Regions from separate parts of the Macaca mulatta genome. Here region 2 is linked to region 1. Evidence: chromatin contacts called from public Hi-C data. All regions are on one chromosome and are shown on one strand. The core of a region is the stretch at or near the end of the contact, and the rest is flanking DNA. Distances in the headings are between cores, read along the strand shown. Region 1 has its middle 270 kb from the start of ADGB. Region 2 overlaps STXBP5 (syntaxin binding protein 5).

The links. A called contact is a pair of places that touch in the nucleus more often than the background predicts.
Region 2: a Hi-C map of cortical neurons shows a contact between it and region 1, with 4 times the contacts expected there. The contact joins two enhancer-like sites. A contact is called at or near these places in 6 of 14 Hi-C or Micro-C datasets (CD4 T cells, cortical neurons, fetal cortex germinal zone and 3 more).

The regions. Positions count from the first base shown.
Region 1 is chr4:65,273,220-65,278,147 of T2T-MMU8v2.0, reverse strand. No RefSeq gene overlaps it. Among named protein-coding and RNA genes, the nearest start is that of ADGB, 270 kb to the right of the region's middle. Within about 2 kb of position 1,752, at least 5 of the 40 cell types and tissues checked have an H3K27ac peak or open chromatin away from gene starts, as enhancers often do. A contact at or near this core is called in cortical neurons, where this site is marked.
Region 2 is chr4:65,700,705-65,705,993 of T2T-MMU8v2.0, reverse strand. The region is part of intron 4 of STXBP5 (syntaxin binding protein 5); the gene reads right to left. Among named protein-coding and RNA genes, the nearest start is that of STXBP5, 55 kb to the right of the region's middle. Within about 2 kb of position 2,038, at least 2 of the 40 cell types and tissues checked have an H3K27ac peak or open chromatin away from gene starts, as enhancers often do. A contact at or near this core is called in cortical neurons, where this site is marked.

The DNA of each region.
Region 1 (4,928 bases), core at 503-3,002:
GAAAACCAGAAAGCAGGTCCTCACCAGACGTCCGATCTGCTGGCACCTCTATCATCTTGATTTCTCAGCATCTAGAACTGGGAGAAATAAATTTCTGTGGTTCAAGCCACACAGTCTATGTGGTATTTTGTTATAGCCGCCCAAGCTGACTAAGACAGGGTCATATTGTGGCTCCAGGCATTTCCCATGAGTGAGTCTTTTTTCCAGATTGTGTCAAGTCAACTCCTCACTGTGTTCACACTTCTGAAAATCTCAGTCTTTTTCCCTGTTGAGGTGAGAAGAACCTTGCTCTTTAATGCCTCTCATTCTGCTATGTGGGGCTTGTGCACATGACCTCTCGCCTTTTGACTTTTCAGATATCTCTCACAATTTAGTCCATATGTTCTCCATATACCAGAACATACAGGCCAGACTCTCTCAAGAGTTTCCTTCAAACCCCTCTCACATGGGCTTAAGCAGTGTGGTGGGGGCAAATGCACTAATCCCTTTCCCTGTGTTGTGAGGATTCAGACAACACAAAAACTAACTTCAGATACGTTCTCCAGACCTTTCTACCTTATTTCTCATACAAGTTGCAAATGAGGTCTAGCACCTCACTTTAGAATATCAAGGGTGCTTGGCACCTACTGTAATTTAAAAATATTTCTATAATTCTTTTATACTCCTCCCTTTAAGAAGTAGAGTCTAATTCCCTTAACTTTGAGTATAGACTGATCTTGGTAAATTGCTTTTAGCAAACAGAATATAAAGGAAATTATGTATGAGACTTCTAAAATTAGCTGGTAAAAGGCCTTTTGACTTCTTGGTTGCTCTCTTTTTCTATTTTAGATCATTTGTTCCAGGAGAAGCCAGATGCCATGTCTTGAGGACAGTCAACCGTCTGGGAAGGTTCCTATGGTAAGGAACCAAGGCTCCTGGAAATAGCTTCTGAGTGAGCCACCTTGAGAATGGATTGTCCAGCCCCAGTCAAACTTTCAGAGATGACTGTAGCCCCTGCCAATGTCTTCACCACAACCTCATGAGATCCCAAGCTACAACCACTCAGTTAAGTTATTCCAAAATTCCTGACTCACAGAAATTGAGATACAGGAGAGGTCATAGTTAAGATCTTGATGTTCTATATTCACCCATAATATAGGAGCTTCACCTTTTGAGAAGCACCAGGGAGAGCTAGTTGCCTGTGCCTGGTGGAAGCTGCCCATGCCCCACTGATACCCCACAGTACTTCCTATTCTGCTCAGTACTCCTGCTTCTTTCTGCAAACAACTGTGATTCTCCACCTGGGAGCTTCCTCTGGCCACAGGAGCCTGCTCACCTGAATGGGACACCCCAGCAGTTCTGGTGAGTTACAGCTTCCAGGAGCAGCTCTCCTCCAGCAAAGGAAAGGGTTGGCAGAAAAGTTCTTCAGCTGTCTTTGCTAGTGTGTGGGACAATGTTAAGACATGCTCCACACAGTAATGCAGGGGTCCCAGCAAGATGGAGCCCCAATTGTCCACAGTAGTAACTTGCCAGTAGATGCCTTCATTGACTTTCTTCCCTGCTGTGCCTTTCTTCCCACTCTCCTGCCAGTGCTTCCTGGAATCATCTCCCTCATCAATCATTTGTTCCAAAATTCTGTCTGAGTCTGTTTCTGAGGAAACCCAACCTGAGTCATCATCCCTCTTCCCCCCCTCACACTTTCTTCACTGGGGGAGGATGGATTGAATTGACTGGCAATTTTTGGAGGAGTTTGCATTGGAGTGCGTGACTCAGCTGAGGTTGGGCTGTGTTTTTTCAGAGAGAAGTACATTCAGATTCAATGTGTATCCTGTCTTCAGGAAGCCCCATGCTCTGCTCATCTTAGCATGATTACTAAGCTACACTCTGCCCTTTCAAGGGGAAGGCCTGAGATTTGCAGTTGGGAAGCTCAGTGGGAGTTGGATGTTTTATGTAACCTGATTGTGGATATAGATCAATCCATGCTTTTCAATTCAGTCCTCTCTCTAATAAACTGCTCTTATGAGCCCCATTTGTCTAATTCTTATCTATTTTCTTAAGTTGTTTTAGCGTTCAGTAAAGAACAGCATTTTTTTAAATTTGTGATCTAAAACTTCAAGTACATGTAAAACATAGGAGGAACAAAAACTCTAATATACAAGCCATTTCAAATGACCTACAAGATTCATTGTAGAACCTTATGCCTATCAGCAGGTTTTTGTTTGTAAAAGGAAGACTCAATAATCTTCAGTAAAGGATCATCTTAACTGTCTCAGGTAACCAAGGCCTATAAAAAACTGAAAGGGGAAAATCATTAACATGACAAGAAACAAGTGTGTAAGTCATGCACATTTGCATCTAACGTTGTTAGCATAACTCTGGTTCATAGTTCTGGAATGATGTCAGAATTTTTAGCTTCATGAAATGAAACATTTCTTTTCTTGGTGTGATTTTTTTTTCCCCGCATAGAGAAAAGTCCTTAGTCACAAGTTTCTGAGTATTTTTTAGTCAAGATGGTGTTTAGCATTTACTTTTTAGCTGCATTAAGCTAAATTCTACTGCACTCCCACACATCCCCACTACCATTTCCTCCCGATCACCAAGTAATTAGAAATGATAGATAAATGGATAAGAAGTTTTTTAAAATAAAAAGAATGTTGCCCACTCAAAATTTATATTTTCTTTGAAAGAAATGGAACAGAAATGCATAGTAGAAACTACAGTGGAATCTGTGGACATATTGGCTTAGAGGAACAGAAGCAAGCATTTGAGTTCTGTGGCATGATGGAGACCAAACATACCCTGCAGAAAGTAGGGAATATAAGCTAAAGTCATTGAGCCAAGTTGGAGGCTAGGGTGGAATTCTTCCTCCTATAAAAGATGCCTTCACCCGACATCAGGCAGAGACAGGAGCCTGCTCACTGTCAAGGGCTATGACTTGTGGAAGCTATAAGGTATGGAGGAAGAATGTGGTACAACCAGTACCTAGGACAAGCCACTTGCCCCCTCTAAGCACAGACCTCTGATCTCTCTGATACAATTTCTGGATAGGAATACTATGCTGACAGGATAAGACCTGGGGCCAGTTAGAAGGAAACTGTAAAACTGTCATGCCACACAGGGAAGAGTGAAGGCAGAAAGAGGGGGAAAGTATTTACATTCAAGGTAAGCCTGCAAACGAAAGTTCTACTGCTATTAAGGAAAAATATTGCTAAGAAAGTCATCCAACAAAATCAACATGGAAACCCAACCATTTATTGTCAATGAGATACAAGTAATAGAACACTCTGAATAATACTAAAACATAATTGTGGGCCAGGCACAGTGGTTCACGCCTGTAATCCCAACACTTTGGGAGGCCGAGGCAGGCAGATCACCTGAGGTCAGGAGTTCAAGATCACCCTGGCCAATCTTGTGAAACCCTGTCTCTACTAAAAATATAAAAATTAGCTGGGCGTGGTGGTGCACGCCTGTAATCCTAGCTACTCAGGAGGTTGAGACAGGAGAATCACTTGAACCTGGGAGGCAGAGGTTGCAGTGAGCCGAGATTGCACCGCTGCACTCCAGTCTGGGCAACAGAGCGAGACTCTGTCTCAAGTAATAACAATACTATTAATAATTGTGTTTAATATATAAACATTGTTTTAAGAACTTTACATGTATCATATCATTTGATAAAAGCAATAACACCATAAAGTAGCTACTATTACCTTCATCTCACAAATGGGGATACAGGGCAGAGAAGTTAGGGAACTAACTCTGGGGCTCACAACTTGTCACTGTGAGTGCAGAAATAACATATGCAATAAGATCAAGAAGTTATAAACAAGAACAAGAAAGAATTAAATTAAAATATGAAATTGTGAAATTAATAGAAAGACAATAATAATAATAGGTGCATATAGAAAAGAACTAATTGTAAGTTGTAAATATTTTGAAACGATGGTCAAGAAAATATCCTCAAGGGAGGATAAACTTCAACTAGACATAACTGAAGAACAATTTGGTGAGGTAGTAATGAGTAATTTACTTAGAACTTGGCATGGAAAGATAAATCAAATATATATGAAGCAGATGTTAACAATCACGGTGAATAGAAAAAGGGGCTCCAACGTGTATCTCAGAAATTCAGACACTAGACACTTGAGAGAATGCCTAAGAAATCACTATTTGAAGAGGTATCAGCTGAGAAATTTCCAGAAGCAAACAGAGATCTAATTTCTTAGATTAAAAGCACATACTGACTGCTGATCAGGATACACAGAAATGCTCTCTCACACCTATACATATTGGAATGAAACTGCAGAACAAGGATGAAGGTAATATCTTAAAAGCAGCCAGAGAGAGAAAAAAATCATGTTATATACAAAACAATCAAGATTAGACTGACATCAGGCGTCTTATCAGCAAAAATGGATGGCAAAAGTCAGTGAAGTAATATCCTCAAAAGGCCATAGGAATTCAACCATCTCCCCAGAGTTCCCTTTGTGGTCAAACTGTCCTTCAAGGGTGATAAAAGGTCTGAGAAAGCCTGCAGCTGTGGACTCTCACTGAAATCATTAGTGAAGGGTGTACTTATTAAATACTAATATAAGAAAAACGTCAGCCCAGAGGAAATGAGTAGAATTCCAGACAATGCAGTGAGCAGGGAAATTATTTAAACAAATCAGGAGAAGCTGAGCTGTATGTATTCGTGAGCCTTGCTAGTCTGTTAAAATACTGATATATAACAGTCTTCAATTATACATCCCTGCAGTTTTTTCTGAGAGATGAAAGTCGGTTATTTTGGTTAAAATTTACAATAAAGGACTGTATTAGGAGCAATAGTGACAGAGAAATACAAGTGTGGTTATGCTACTGTTTTTAAGGAAAAAGAGAATAGTTTTATACTAGAGTAGTGCCAATTTGTCCTAGAATGTGAAAGAGCTTAGTGAAGGAAAATCTTGGAAAAC
Region 2 (5,289 bases), core at 789-3,288, 430 kb before region 1:
CTGCTCTTGACTACCCACCTAGCAATGTCTAACTACAGTTCCTTAAATATGGGAGATTGCTTCATAACTTTGTGACTTTGAACATAAGGTTAAGTTCCTTTGCTCTTTGTCATCTGGGAATTTCCTAGTAATCCTGAAAATCTGTTCATATTGGCTCTTTTGTAACCTTTTACCTAAAATTCACAACAGGATGATGCATCTTTCTTCCAGTTACCCTTTAACATTTCACATAGAAAATTTCATTACATTCATATTATGCTCACCACTGCATTGGAATCTTCCATTTCATCTCCCTTAGTTAAAACAACTTCCATGTCTCTCCACAATTTATCACAGTATTTGCAATGGCCAGAAACTTAAACAGGAAATAGGAAAGAAGCAGATATTATTTGGTAATTTTTTCTTTTTTTCTTTTTGAGATGGAGTCTCACTCTGTTGCCCAGGCTGGAGTGCAGTGGCGCGATTTCGACTCACTGCAAGCTCTGCCTCCCAGTTCACACCATTCTCCTGCCTCAGCCTCCCGAGTAACTGGGACTACAAGTGCCCGCCACTACACCCAGCTAATTTTTTGTATTTTTTAGTAGAGACGGTGTTTCACTGTGTTAACTAGGATGGTCTTGATCTCCTGACCTCGTGATCCGCCCGCCTTGGCCTCCCAGAGCGCTGGGATTATAGGCGTAAGCCACTGCACCCAGCCTGGTAATTTTCTGAATTGTACCTTATACTCTCCTGCTATGAAATAAAAATTTAAATACGCATTAATAAATGTATATTTTTAAAAAACATTTTAAAAAGTTTATTAAAATGTTTTTTCAAATATATTTTTAAAAACAGCAGTCAAGAGAAAGCAATTTATAAATCTCTTCCTAGGATTTATCTGTAGTCCCATATATCTTTTCTGAGACATTGTCATAGCTACTTTATAAAAATACTGATATCTATGTTATCCAGAAGTATAATATTAATGTTTCACAATATAAGCTTTAGAGATCTTTGAATGTTGTTTTACATTTGTACTGATTTACTATATTCCTTATTAGTTATATCTGAATTTTTATAAAATAATTTAAAACTTCTAGAAATATATCCAAATAAATCACAATATTAACATTTCTTGTGAAATGAGGCCTTAGCATAACAATATTAATAACTATCAAAATAACTATCAACTTAATATGAAGTGAAACAGTGAATATCAAACAGGAAAATCGTATGTATCAACTAAAGAAATAATAACAAATGAAATAACTGTTCCCTGCTGTATAAGCGATTTCTTAAAGATCTGTTTGTAATTATCTTGGGGAATGTAAGATGCCAGGGCATTTTTATATAACAAATGCTAGGAAAAACTGAAGTAAACTGGTATTCATCAGTGCACTGTTAAACTGCTCTTTTCAACGAAAAAAATCGCATTATCTTTCTTTTTTCACTTTCATATGAAATTATCCCTCGATTGTACTTTACTAGATAGGAGTACTCAAAATGTCTTACAATCTATGGCTTATGTTTTATTATTTAAAGTTTCTCTCTCCACACACATACATATATACACACATTACCCTGTTTGTACATATATGTAAACTTAATATCTTAAATAATTTTTGTCTTATTTTATTGTTTGCCTCTCTCCCTCCCCCAAAATTTACTCTCTCCATAAGTTTTATTAACAACCTGGACATACATTTCCACATTTTCATTTTCATAAAAAACACAAACATGATGAGAAATTTTGAGTGGGAAGAAAGCTATTTTTATAAAGGAAGATGCATAAATTTTTCTGAATCTTGTGATCCTCCAGCGTTGGCCTCCCACAGTGCTGGGATTGCAGGTGTGAGCCACTGTTATGTTTTATCTTGTTCTTGTTCTTATCCATCAGTACCTGGTAGGTGAGGTTCATCTTCTAACTGTTGTAAGCATACTGCACAGAAGTTTCATATTTTAATACAAAAATTACATCTCCCTCATTACATAGCTCATGCTTTGCATATACTGCTAAGCACTCCTTGCCAAGGTCTTACACATACTCCTTACATCATTTTCTTCTATGTTTTAATTTCAGCTTTTCTGTAGATGATTCAGTTAAGTCTTTAACTGGCCTGGAATTTATTTAAATTATGAGGTGGAGGACACTTTTCCCCATTTAGCTAAGAATTGTCACAGTGTCTTTTATTTACTGTATCCTTTCCTTGTCTGCAATCCACTTCTATCATATATTAAATGTGTCCTCTCTTGATATACACGTTCCTGAACAATGTATACTGTGTTTTGGCCTATTTGCCTTCCACTTGTAATTAGTAAATTATTTTAATTTCTAGAGCTCTATAAAACTTTGCGATATCAAATAAAGTAAGTCCCACCATCCCTTCTTTTTCAAAATTGCTTGACTATTCTGGGTCTTTTTTTTTTCCATATGAATTTTAAAATCAGTTTATTAAATCCCATCAACAATTTAAAAATTTTGATTGGAACACTACTAAATACTAAAAATGATAAATGTATAATTTGGACAGAAGTGATCATTTAAAATTTGATTATTCCTTCTTATGAACTCATTCATCTATATTAGGTATTTTCCTAATGCTATTTGATTTTATTTTTCAAAATAATTTTAATATTTTCACCATATAGACATTATACATTTTTTGTATAGTCTGTACATTTTTTTCTATTTCCTTCCATTTACTTTCAGGCTTTGTATAATTATGCTTTAAGTATATCTATTATAAGCAGTTTAACAGCTATATTTTGTGGAGTATCTTTTAAGTCCAATCTGCAAATCTCAAAATTTTAAACAAATTTCATACATTTGCAATGATTTTGATTAAGTTAACCTTTCTTTCATCTTGTTTAACTGTCCTTTTTATTTCTGTCATTTTATGTCTTTTTCTGACCATTGCTGATTTATTTTCTTTTTTTTTTTTTCGTCCTCTAATGCTCCTAATATTTTCAATCTTTTTAATGGTTACCCTTACACTTTTAAGACACATGTTTAACTTTATAGCCAATAATGTCTAAAAGGATGAGGAGGAAAGGGAGTGTCAGGTAAGTGCATTATTTTTTTAGTTCTATCAGAGATGATAATGTCATCAGAATATAATTTACAAATGTGTTTTTAAACCTAACAATTATGCCAGGAGTTACCCCTTTCAATGTAAAGATATTTTAGTTTCACGAAATTTTCTTCAGTTATGCCTTTGATCATTACTTCTCCTTCCACTGTTAGGTTTTCTCTTGCCTTCTCCCCAAAAAAATCCCCCGAAAACCCTGTAATTCTGAGGTTGAAATCTCTATCCTTTGTCCTTTGTGTCTATCACTGTCTCTCTCATTATGTTTATTATATCACTGTAAAGCGTTTATTCTTTTTTTATTTTTTATTATACTTTAAGTTCTGGGACACATGTGCAAAATGTGCAGGTTTGTTACATAGGTACACACACGCCATGGTGGTTTGCCACACCCATCAAACCATTATCTACATTAGGTATTTTTCTTAATGCTATCCTTCCCCTAGCCTCCCACCCACCGACAGGCCTCAGTGTGTGATGTTCCCTTCCCTGTGCCCATGTGTTCTCATTGTTTAACTCCCACTTATGAGTGAGAACATGCAGTGTTTGGTTTTCTGTTCCTGTGTTAGTTTGCTGAGAATGATGGCTTCCAGCTTCATCCATGTCCCTGCAAAGGACATAAACTCATCCTTTTTTATGGCTGCATCGCATTCTATGGTGTATATGTGCCACATTTTCTTTATCCAGTCTATCACTGATGGACATTTGGGTTGGTTCCAAGTCTTTATATTGTGAATAGTGCTGCAATAAACATACGTGTGCATGTGTCTTTATAGTAGAATGATTTATAATCCTTTGGGAATATACCCAGTAATAGCATTGCTGGGTCAAATGGTATTTCTGGTTGTAGATTCTTGAGGAATCCCCACACCGTTTTCCACAATGGTTGAACTAATTTACACTCCCAACAACAGCGTAAAAGCATTCCTATTTCTCCACAGTCTCACCAGCATCTGTTCTTTCCTGACTTTTTAATGGTCGCCATTCTAACTGGCATGAGATGATATCTCATTGTGGTTTTGATTTGTATTTCTCTATGACCAGTGATGATGAGCTTTTTTTCATGTTTGTTGGCCACATAAATGTCTTCTTTTGAGAAGTCTCAATTCATATCCTTCGCCCACTTTTTGATGGGGCTGTTTGCTTTTTTCTTGTAAATTTAAGTTCTTTGTAGATTCCGGATATTAGCCCTTTGTCAGATAGGTAGATTGCAAAAGTTTTCTCCCATTCTGTAGGTTGCCTGTTCACTCTGATGCTAGCTTCCTTTGCTCTGCAGAAGCTCTTTAGTGTAATTAGATCCCATTTGTCAATTTTAGCTTTTGTTGCCATTGCTTTTGGTGTTTTAGGCATGAAGTCTTTGCCCATGCCTATGTCCTGAATGGTTCTGAATAGGTTTTCTTCTAGGGTTTTTATGGTTTTAGGTCTTACATTAAAGTCTTTAATCCATCTTTACTTAATTTTTGCATAAGGTAAGGAAGGGGTCTAGTTTCAGTTTTCTGCATATGGCTATCCAGTTTTCTCAACACCATTTATTAAATAGCGAATCCTTTCCCCATTGCTTGTTTTTGTCAGGTTTGTCAAAGATTAGATAGTTGTAGATGTGTGGGGTTGCTTCTGAGGCTTCTGTTCTGTTCCATTGGTCTATATATCTGTTTTGGTACTGGTACCATGCTATTTTGGTTACTGTAGCCTTGTAGAATAGTTTGAAGTCAGGTAGCGTGATACCTCCAACTTTGTTATTTTTGCTTAGGATTGTCTTGGCTATACAGGCTTCTTGGTTCCATATAAAATGTAAAGTATTTTCTAATTCTGTGAAGAAAATCAGTGGTAGCTTGATGGGGATAGCCCTGAATCTATAAATTACTTTGGGCAGTATGGCCATTTTCACGATGTTGATTCTTCCTATCCACAAGGATGGAATGTTTTACATTTGTTTGTGTCCTCTCTTATTTCCTTGAGCAGTGGTTTGTAGTTCTCCTTGAAGAGGTCCTTCACATCTCTTGTAAGCTGTATTCCTAGGTATTTCATTCTCTTTGTAGCTACTGTGAATGGGAGTTCACTCATGATTTGGCTCTCTGTTTGTCTCTATTTGTGTAGGAATGCTTGTGATTGTTGCACAATGATTTTGTATCCTGAGACTTTGTTGAAGTTGCTTATCAGCTTAAGGAGATTTTGGGCTGCGATGATGGGGTTTTCCAAATATACAATCATGTTATCTGCAGAG